Regions from separate parts of the Sus scrofa genome. Here region 1 is linked to region 2. The links are chromatin contacts, called in public Hi-C maps. All regions are on one chromosome and are shown on one strand. The core of a region is the stretch at or near the end of the contact, and the rest is flanking DNA. Distances in the headings are between cores, read along the strand shown.

Evidence for each region. Hi-C and Micro-C count contacts between places; a contact is called where the count stands out from the background.
Region 1: a Hi-C map of liver shows a contact between it and region 2, with 9 times the contacts expected there. The contact joins two enhancer-like sites. A contact is called at or near these places in 3 of 47 Hi-C or Micro-C datasets (liver and mesenteric adipose tissue).

What each region holds. Positions count from the first base shown.
Region 1 is chr8:30,504,947-30,509,981 of Sscrofa11.1, reverse strand. WDR19 (WD repeat-containing protein 19) reads right to left here. Exons shown (of 37, transcript XM_021101110.1): 18 at 2,452-2,611; 19 at 2,144-2,254; 20 at 1-99. Among named protein-coding and RNA genes, the nearest start is that of WDR19, 53 kb to the right of the region's middle. Within about 2 kb of position 3,116, at least 2 of the 83 cell types and tissues checked have an H3K27ac peak or open chromatin away from gene starts, as enhancers often do. A contact at or near this core is called in liver, where this site is marked.
Region 2 is chr8:30,240,044-30,245,095 of Sscrofa11.1, reverse strand. It overlaps FAM114A1 (protein NOXP20), which reads right to left. Exons shown (of 15, transcript XM_003128921.6): 7 at 4,894-5,046. Among named protein-coding and RNA genes, the nearest start is that of MIR574, 50 kb to the right of the region's middle. Within about 2 kb of position 3,790, at least 5 of the 83 cell types and tissues checked have an H3K27ac peak or open chromatin away from gene starts, as enhancers often do. A contact at or near this core is called in liver, where this site is marked.

The DNA.
Region 1 (5,035 bases), core at 1,867-4,366, 270 kb before region 2:
CTGAATAGCATATTCTTTTGATATAAACGGTATCTGGTCTGGGGCTAAACGCTTTGCCAGCTGTAGAGCACTGTCCCAGTGCTGTAAATCCCTTCTCATCTATTAGGAAGAGAAAAATGTTAATTTCAAATAGCAAATTATTTTTGCACAGTCACTCTATAGTGCTGGTTTTAATAAAAGTGATTACAGACACTTTTTGTTTAAAAATTAAACTTGATCTTTCCAAAGACAGTAACTTACTATGGCATACATTCCCAATGTAGGTGACAGAGTCCCGAAGGGGTGAAAATTGGGTCTTGGGGAGAAAAACATCTTGACTCTTCCAGGGGTTCATGGCCCTCCCCAACTCAATCCTAAACAAAATCTTATTCTCTTCAGTAATTTTCCTCCATGGGAAAAAATTAAATTGAATTAATTCCATCAACTAAATTAAAATTATTATTTCCTCTTAGTGGGGAGAGCATTAAAAAAAGGTGGGAAAGTCTTTAGGAGTTGATAGAATTTTCTGAAAAAACCTGAACCTATATCGTGAGACAAATAAGGGCAAAATAAATAAAATGGGGTTGTGTCTTTCTCCTTGGCTCCTGAGGTCTTTTATCTGTGTCTGGTACACAATTCCACAGACTAACTCACCATTAAAGAGTAAACCATTAGTCTTTGGGGCTTCACTCCCGGATTGAGTCACCCTTTGCGAAGAATGAACACTGGTTAACGTTTTACCAGTGCTAGTTTCTGCCAGAGTCTGTTCTAAGACAGGAGCCTACTGGCTTTTCACAACCAGGCCTTTTGTAATGAGCTGTTCTTGTGTCCATTTTAGAGATCCAGACACTGAGGTAAAGAGCCTCGTTCTGTACATGAGGTCACCTTGTTTGTGTGTGTGGCAGGGCTGCCAGTCGGGCTTTGCCTCTGACCTCTTTACCCACCTAACTTGTCGGCCTTCAAAGTGAGGTTCAAGGAACGACAGGGTCCAATCACCTCTCCCGCTGTGAAGCTGTCCCCTCAAGTCCCTTACAAATCCAGCAGCACGTGGCAAGTGTCCACAGCCAGTGCAGAAGGGCTAAGGGGACCTGATTCCCCTCAAGTCTCCCTCCCCCAGGGCAGCCGTGTTCCTCCTGTGTGCACCCGGCCAGCTCAGAAAATTCCAGGGCGCCCCCTCAAATGATACTGGAACATCATCTCAACTTTCTTCTTAAAATGCATTTAGTTCCCTTAAAATTTAAAAATGAAAATCTGCCATAGAACAATTTAAAAAAGAGAAACGTGAGGTGAGGAGCACACACGCTTTCCTCTAGGCAGCTGTGGAAATGCTGCCCGAGGTGGAACAAGGTGAGTGACCACGGCCACCATCGCTGGGTCTTCACAGGCCATCAGGAGCTGATCTAAGAGAGCGCATCTCATTCTGAAATCCTCACAACAACCTTGTGGGTTAGATACTGTTACCCCTCCTTTATTTATTTATTTACTTTTTAATCTTTTAAGGCCACACCCGCTGCATGTGGAGGTTCCCAGGCTAGGGGTCCAACGGAGCTGGACGCCAGAGCCACAGTAATGCCAGATCCGAGCCCTGTCTGCGACCCACACCATAGCTCACGGCAGTGCCGGATCCTTAACCCACTGAGGGAGGTCAGGGATCGAACCTGCATCCCTTATGGATGCCAGTCAGATCCATTTCCACTGAGCCACAACAGGAACTCCTTGTTACCCCTCCTTTAAATGGGATCCAGAGCACAGAAAGATGGACTCACTCATCCGAGGCTACACCGAGTTGGGATTTGGGATTTGAACCCAGACATGCCCAATGCTGAAGTCCACGTTCTGATCTGCTACCGCACCCCACCCCTGCGCCCCGCCTCGGTGCTCCTCTTCCCTGCCTGTGCGAGGTCCTCCCCTCGGTCGGGTCCTTCTCCTGCATCCCTCACCCCGAGGAAACTGGTAGTGATACACAGGCCTCTCTTCATGCACAAGAGAATTTTACACAATAAATAAAACACAAATGCACCTCAGTTTTCCCCTTTGGAAAACAGAGAAAGTGACAGTCTGAATTCGAAAAGGAGGGAGGCACATGGTGTTTGGCGCAGAGAGATCTGAACTCCAGAAAAGGGGAGACCTCTTCGCACGTCCCTCCCCGCATTTGCTGCCATACCTCCAGGGCGGCCACGGGGCAGCTGGATGCCAAGTACAGGTCCTGAGCCAGGTTGAAATCACTAGTAAACATGGCAAGATGTCCTGCCAAGAGATGACAGTCCTCTATTCCCTGCAAACAAGAGCAGTCTTAATGAGAAGACATACCACGGTTTGGTTTTTATTTAAGCACTGGGCTTAGGAGGCAGGGGCAGTGGTCCATTAGGGAACCCATCTAGGAGGTACGTCAGATGAACTGCAGAGATTTTAAATATCTGGCTAAATACCATTTGAATGCTCATCTGATAATTCCCATACGATGCTGTTTACCTTTATCTGTTCCAAGGACATGACCATGCCAACGTTTCCGATTGTCCGATACACGCGGATGGCAAACTCTACTTCCATGTGGTATAGACAAGCTCGGGCCAACTCATTCCAGGCGGCATGATCATTCAGAATCTTGCAGACTTCCCAAGCATCAGGAAACCTAGCATATGAGTATATAAGCTTAGTCAGGGAGCTCTATTTTGCCCCCTCTTAGGCAATTTTCAGATTATGTACAATTGTAATGTTGTGCTCTAGATAAATTTTGCAAAAACATTCCTTAATTTTTAATTGTCACTTCCAGGTTATGAAAAACTACCTAAGCTTTCTTTTTTGTGCAGATGTTTTTTTCTTGAATTTCTCGTAACTACTGAAATCCACTCTGTGTAACCGCCTTACCTCATCAGCAACCAATTCTATTTACTCATTTATTTGTTGGTTTACGTCACACAGAGAAAAAAATTACTCCTGTTCTCATATAAGTCTCATAAAATTAGTACTCTATTCCACAGATTTGGAAATTTGAAACGAAGATCAACCAATTATAGCCTGTGGGCCAAATCTAGTCAGCTGCTTGTTTCTGGAAGTAAAGCCTGAGTGGAACACAGCCACTCACCCATCCCCTCTTCACGGCTGGTCTTGCACTACAACAGCTGACCTGAGTAGCTGTGATTGACCTTAAAGCCTGAAACACCCTTTGGACCATAACATGAAAAGCTTGCTGACCTCTGGTGTAAAATGTAACCACAGGAGTTCCCCTTGTGGCACAGTGGAAAAGAATCTGACTAGGAACCCTGAGGTTGCGGGTTCAATCCCTGGCCTCGCTCAGTGGGTTAAGGATCCAGCGTTGCCATGGGCTGTGGTGTGGGTCACAGACACAGCTCGGATCCTGCACTGCTGTGGCTGGCAGCTATAGCTCTGATTCAACCTCTACCCTGGGAACCTCCATATGCCGCGGGTATGGCCCTAAAAAGCAAATAATAAAATGAAATAAAATAAAACATAACCATAAATGGAACCCCTACATTAATGACTATACTACCCTTCCCTGTCTGTTCACTGATGCAAATTTCCATCCAACACACTCACTGAGCATCATCTGGTGCCAGGAACTGGGCCTGGACCCAAGATGTAAAGTCAAAAGCAGTCACTGTCCTTTAGGTGGTTGTACTTGGGGAAGGTGGAAGAGACAGGTAAGTGAACAAATGACTATGACAGGGTATGGCAGAGGTGACAGAGGGCCTACAACATGTGAACCTTTGTGCTAAGCGCTTTGCACACATTCTCTCATTGGATCACCCTAACAACCCTATCTACTAGTTATTATTATTTCTCCTTTATAGGTGATCAAAGTGAGGCCTCAAAAGACCAGCCTGAGTCACGAGTGGTAAGAGGTAAGAGGCTCTAAACCACCCTGCATGCTGGATCCGGGCTCCGAGGCAACACTTCAAAAAGGCCCCAACCCACAGTGCCAGTGGCCGGGCTCGGGGAAGCCTTCCTGCAGCAGCAGAGGGCTCTGCTGCTGGCAGAGGGTGAGGCATTACCCCCACGAACAGAGACAGGGAGGGGCGGTCCAGGACCAGAACACGGCACGTGCCAAGGTAGGAGATCATGAAACATACTGAGTTCCAGCAGCTGGTGAACAGAGAGGAGTGGAGGGGACGGCCGAGGCTGCTATTAAATCAAGTGAGCGGTGTGCCATGCAGGTCCCCAAAGAAGTGGGGGTTTCTTCCTAAAGGCAATGGGAAGTCACTGAAAGATCTTTGGCAGGGAAATAAGTGGATCAGACTCACATTTTTGAAAGTGTGTGGAGAATGGGTTAGCTTGTCATGGGTCTCCCAGTGGAGAGCAGTCAGGAAGGGGTTCTGTCATACGTGGCTCCACGCGAGGGCCGGAGTCAAGGAGTATCAGAGCGGAAAAGGATCTGGGGTGTGTGTGCGCAGGTGTGTGTGTAGGTGCAGAGTATGTGTATGTGCAGGTGCGTGTATGTATGTGTGTGGATGCCGGTGTGTGTGTAGGTGTAGTGTATGTATGTGTCGGGGTAGGTGTGTGTGGGTGTAGGTATAGGTGTGCATGTTTGGGCATGTGCACCATGTGATTAAGGGAGGGGAGAAGAGGAGGCTGGGGCAGATTTTTTTTTTTGTGTGTGTGTGTGTGTGTGTCTTTTTGCCTTTTCTAGGGCCACTCCTGCGGCAAATGAAGGTTCCCAGGCTAGGGGTCGAATCGGAGCTGTAGCTGCCGGCCTACACCACAGACGGCCACAGCAACTCTGGATCTGAGCCACGTCTGGGACCTACACCACAGCTCAGGGCAACGCTGGCTCCTTGACCCACTGAGTGGGGCCAGGAATTGAACCAGCATCCTCTTGGATACTAGTTGGGTTCACTACTGCTGAGCCACAACGGGAACTCTGATAAGTTGTTTTAATCAGGGCAAGTTTGAGCAACTCATGGACTTGCAACTGCATGTGACTGGGAGGCAGTGGGAAATACAGGTTTAAGTCAAGGACACACATTTTGGGCTCAGCCTTGTATAGATGGCATTGAGGCCATCTTTGGGGAGATTCACTCAGGAAGAATGACTAGAG
Region 2 (5,052 bases), core at 2,541-5,040:
AGAGGGGAGAGGCCGGCAGGAGGCTGAGAATTCAAAACAGGATCTTGGCCTTCCAGGCCATTATCAAAGTCTATTTGTCAAGGAAGGATGGCGGAATATATTTCCTTCAACAGTTTGTTTCCAAAAGTTCTTTAACTTTTAAATATTTGGTATGCATAGAACTGCCAGATAAAATAGAGGATGTCTAAATGAATTTGAATTCCAGATAAACTATAAATGTTTTCGTCATATCAGTGTGCGTCTCAAATATTGCACAGGACATAGTTATACTAAAAAATATTCGTGGTTTGTCTAAAGTTAAAATTTAATTAGTCATCCTGTATTTTTTATTGGCTAAATCTGACAACCCCAGTATAGGTTTCTGTTTATATTCTTGCCAGAGGCCTGTGAACGTTAGGATGGGGCTAGTGGAGCTGTAAGAGGGACAGAGCTTGGCTTCTGGATCCCTAAATGATGGAAGGATGCCTGTGGACCAGGTACCCATATCTTGGACTGCTACAGCAGAACTCCTGCTGGTTTTGACCTGCATATTTTTAGGACTATTTATTAGAGCACCCAGTAACTCTCATGACAAAGCCAAGAAAAAGTTCTACGTTTCTCACTATGAAAACGACAAAAGTCTCCAGGCAGAAGAAAGAAAGCAGAGCTTGTAGGAGCAGTATGCAAACAGAGGGACATGCACTCCGCCAGGGGCCAAACCTCCCTGCTGCAACATCAGTCCCTCAGGGCCCTTTTCTAGGAGCCTGGGCTGTTTTATAGCTAGACCTTCAATGCAACCAACCACAGTGGAATGTCTTTCTATCACCATGATAGCTTTGAGAGGCTATGCTCCCATATAATATTTTCAATATTAAATAACAAATATATACATACATATATATGAAATGTAAGAATGCATATAAAAATAAAGTGTCATCAACTTACATATGCACCTTCATTTCCATGTATAAAATGACAGCTAATGCTTATCAGCTGCTTATTTTTTTTGGCTTTTGTCTTTTTAGGGCCGCACCTGCAGCATATGAAGGTTCCCAGGCTAGGGGCCGAATCGGAGCTACATCTGCTGGCCTACACCACAGCCACAGCAATGTGGGATCTGAGCCACTTCTGCGACCTACACCACAGCTCATGGAAACACTAGATCCTTAACCCACTGAGTGAGGCCAGGGATCGAACCCGTGTCCTCATGGATGCTAGTTGGGTTTGTTAACTGCTGAGCCATGACGGGAACTCGCCTGGCTGCTTATTATGTATTAGGCATGCTGCAATTGGCTTCATATAAATGATCTCCTTTAACTCTTTTAATAATTTTATGAAGTAGATTATTGTTATTCCCATTTTATAAACAGGAAAATTGAGGTAAGACAGATCCAAAATCATACAGCTACTGAGTGGTATTGATCACATAATATCTGACCCCAAACTCTGCTTTTGTAGGGAAAAAATTGTGCTTCAGTAGAAAACTGCATTTTCTAGAACACACTTTACCAGATTATCAGATTTTGACTTCATGGGAGTAATTTTATAACTCTGCAAATTTAGATAGCATTGCAAAATAATTCTTGTTCATCTACAGACATGTGAATGAATTTTACCCAGTGGAGGGAAAACCTTCCCTCCCATGGAATAACCAGGTTTGGGTCTATTTGCACCTTCATTTCAAAATTGCTTTTTTCCATATAATTTGTGCTTCTTTAGTTTTTCCTTTAAACTGATTATAACATCTGTCTGGAAGTGTGGTACTGGTACCAAAACAGACATACAGACCAATGGAACAGAATAGAGAACCCAGAAATAAATCCAGACAGCTATGGTCAATTACTCTTTGACAAAGGAGGCAAGAACATAAAATGGGGAAAAGACAGTCTTTTTAGCAAGTATTGCTGGGAAAACTGGACAGCTACATGCAAATCAATGAAACTAGAACACACCCTCACATCATGCACCAAAATAAACTCAAAATGGCTTGAAGACTTAAATATAAGACAAGACATCATCAAACTCCTGGAAGAGAACATAGGCAAAATATTCTCTGACATCAGCCTTATGAATATTTTCTCAGGTCAGTCTCCCAAAGTAATAGAAATAAGAGCAAAAATAAACCAATGGGACCTAATCAAACTGAAAGCTTTTGCACAGCAAAGGAAATCAAAAAGAAACAAAAAGACAACTTACAGAATGGGAGAAAATGGTTTCAAATGATGCAACTGACAAGGGCTTAATCTCTAAAATATACAGTCAACTTATACAACTCAACAGCAAAAAAAGCCAATAACCCAATGGAAAAATGGGCAAAAGACCTGAATAGACATTTCTCCAAAGAAGATATACAGATGGCCAACAAGCACATGAAAAAATGCTCAACATCCCTGATTATAAGAGAAATGCAAATCAAAACTACCATGAGATACCACCTCACACCAGTCAGAATGGCCATCATTAATAAGTCCACAAATAACAAGTGCTGGAGGGGCTGTGGAGAAAAGGGAACCCTCCTGCACTGTTGGTGGGAATGGAAACTGGTACAACCACTATGGAGAACAGTATGGAGGGACCTTAGAAATCTATACACAGAACTACCATATGACCCAGCAATCCTACTCTTGGGAATATATCCGGACAAAACTTTCCTTGAAGAAGACACATGCACCCACATGTTCATTGCAGCACTATTCACAATAGCCAAGACATGGAAACAACCCAAATGTCCATTGACAGATGACTGGAGTAGGAAGATGTGGTTTATATACACAATGGAATACCACTCAGCCATAAAAAAGAACAAAATAATGCCATTTGCAGCAACATGGATGGAACTAGAAACTCTCATCCTGAGTGAAGTAAGTCAGAAAGACAAATACCATATGATATCACTTATATCTGGAATCTAATACACAGCACAAATGAACCTTTCCACAGAAAAGAAAATCATGGACTTGGAGAATAGACTTGTGGTTGCCAAGGGAGAGAAGGAGGAAGTGGGATGGATTGGGAGCTTAGGGTTGATAGATGCAGACTACTGCCTTTGGAATGGATTAGCAATGAGATCCTGTTGTGTAGCACTGGGAACTATGTCTAGTCACTTATAATGGAGCATGAGAATGTGTGGAAATAGAATGTGTACATGTGTGTGTAACCGGGTCACCGTGCTGTACAGTAGAAGGAAAAATAATGTATTGGGGAAATTAAAAAAAAATTGAACAACAACAAAATAACATCTGTCTGGGAATTCCCGCTGTGGTGTAGTAGGTTAAAAATTCAGCCTTGCTGCAGCTGTGGCATAGGTTGCAGCTGCGGTTCAGATTCCATCCTTGGCCTGGAAATGTCCATGCTATGAGTGTGGCAAAAACAAAACCAAACAACAAAAATCTGCCTTTTTTTCCATTTAATTAAGGAATGAAATAAATTCTTTGATTTGTGTTCATGCGATATCTGTATGAGCCATGATTTTGCTTTAAAAAAATTATTGGTTAACAGTCTAACCACAACACTGTCAATGATGGCTTATGGATAACAAAAAAGGAAACATACTTAGTTCCTTGTAACTCTATAAGCTTGTGGGTGTGCCTGTGTCCATCATGTTGGGTCTTGGTTGTCTGCAATATGGCAGAGGTCACCTTTCGCTGACTAGGTGGGCTTAAGAATGTCTCAAACCCCTCAAAGTCCAACCAGAAGAGGGCAAAGCCTAGGGAGAGTCAAAAAATCACTGTTCCCTTCTAAGGCTCACTTCCAAGTTCAGCTTCCTGCCTGAGGACCTGCCTTCCCCAGTGACTGTCACTGGGATGGCCCACGGCTCCCCCCAGGAAGTCCAGAGGGACTGTCCTTTGGCCTCTCCTGGAAAAACACCCCAGGGTACAGTCAGCCTGACCTTCACACAAAGGAACTGTATATACAATTAATGGGTTAGTAGCTTTGAAGTGCTTTGATTAGTGATTATATAAAGAGCCATATAAGTGTTTGCTCAATAAAGACACATATACAATTGAGACACACACACAGAAACTTGAAAAAACAAAGAAGTCACCAACCCTGCTGATTTCGGCTTTTCATGTTTTGTGTTCTTGGGATCATAGCAGGAGAGCGAGAAGGTGTAGGGCCGGGAGGTAGTTTCCCAGAGTCGTGTTCAGGAGCATTGCAAAACAGAACTTTAACCCCCGGTAAGATAACCCTGCCCTCTGTGGCCCAGGCATTCCAGCAAATGGGTGAATAAATAACCCCATCGCCCAGAAAACTAAATATAGTAAAAGCTTGTGGTCTGAGCTGCTTTTTTTCCACTGGGTAGGAATGAAGAAGTGTCCTGGTAGGTCCCCTCTGATCTGGGTACCATGTCACCAAAGGGAGGCACAGGCCAGGCACTGACGGCCAGGTGTTTGAGCAGCCTTTGCACTGTGAGCGGGATTAGTGATGATTCCTATGGTGCTGGCCCTCTTGGGGCTGATGAGAGGGAACAGCTTGGCACAGGACAGAGATGAAATACTATGGAGCCCGAAGGGGTCATCAGGCTGTAGAGTACTGGTGACCTCAGCACCTAAAAATGAAATATTTTAGGAGCTCCTGTTATGGCTCAGTGGAAACGAATCTGACTAGCATCCATGAGGTCGCGGGTTCGATTCCTGACCTCGTTCAGTGGGTTAAGGATCAGGCATTGCCGTCAGCTGTGGTGTGACTCGGCTCAGAGCCCACATTGCTGTGGCTCTTGTGTAGGCTGGTGGCTACAGATCCAATTTGGCCCCTAGCCTGGGAACCTCCATATGCTGTGGGTGTGGCCCTAAAAAGACAAAAAGATTTTTTGAAAATTAAAAAAAAATGAGATATTTTAATCACAGATTTTCTTTCATGTTTAAGAAAACACATTCGTGAACATGCTACTTCCAATGGCTGGGACAGTCATACCTTGCCTTCACTTTCATTGGACAGGATTTCCAGGGCTTCCAGGTGTGACAAACCTTGATACTCATCAAACAGCATCCCATAGTGCGCGGTCCTCTCGGCTGTGAGCTGCTGGGCCAGCCTCTGCTTCTCCTTCTCCTTGGCTTCCCGCAGCATCTGCAC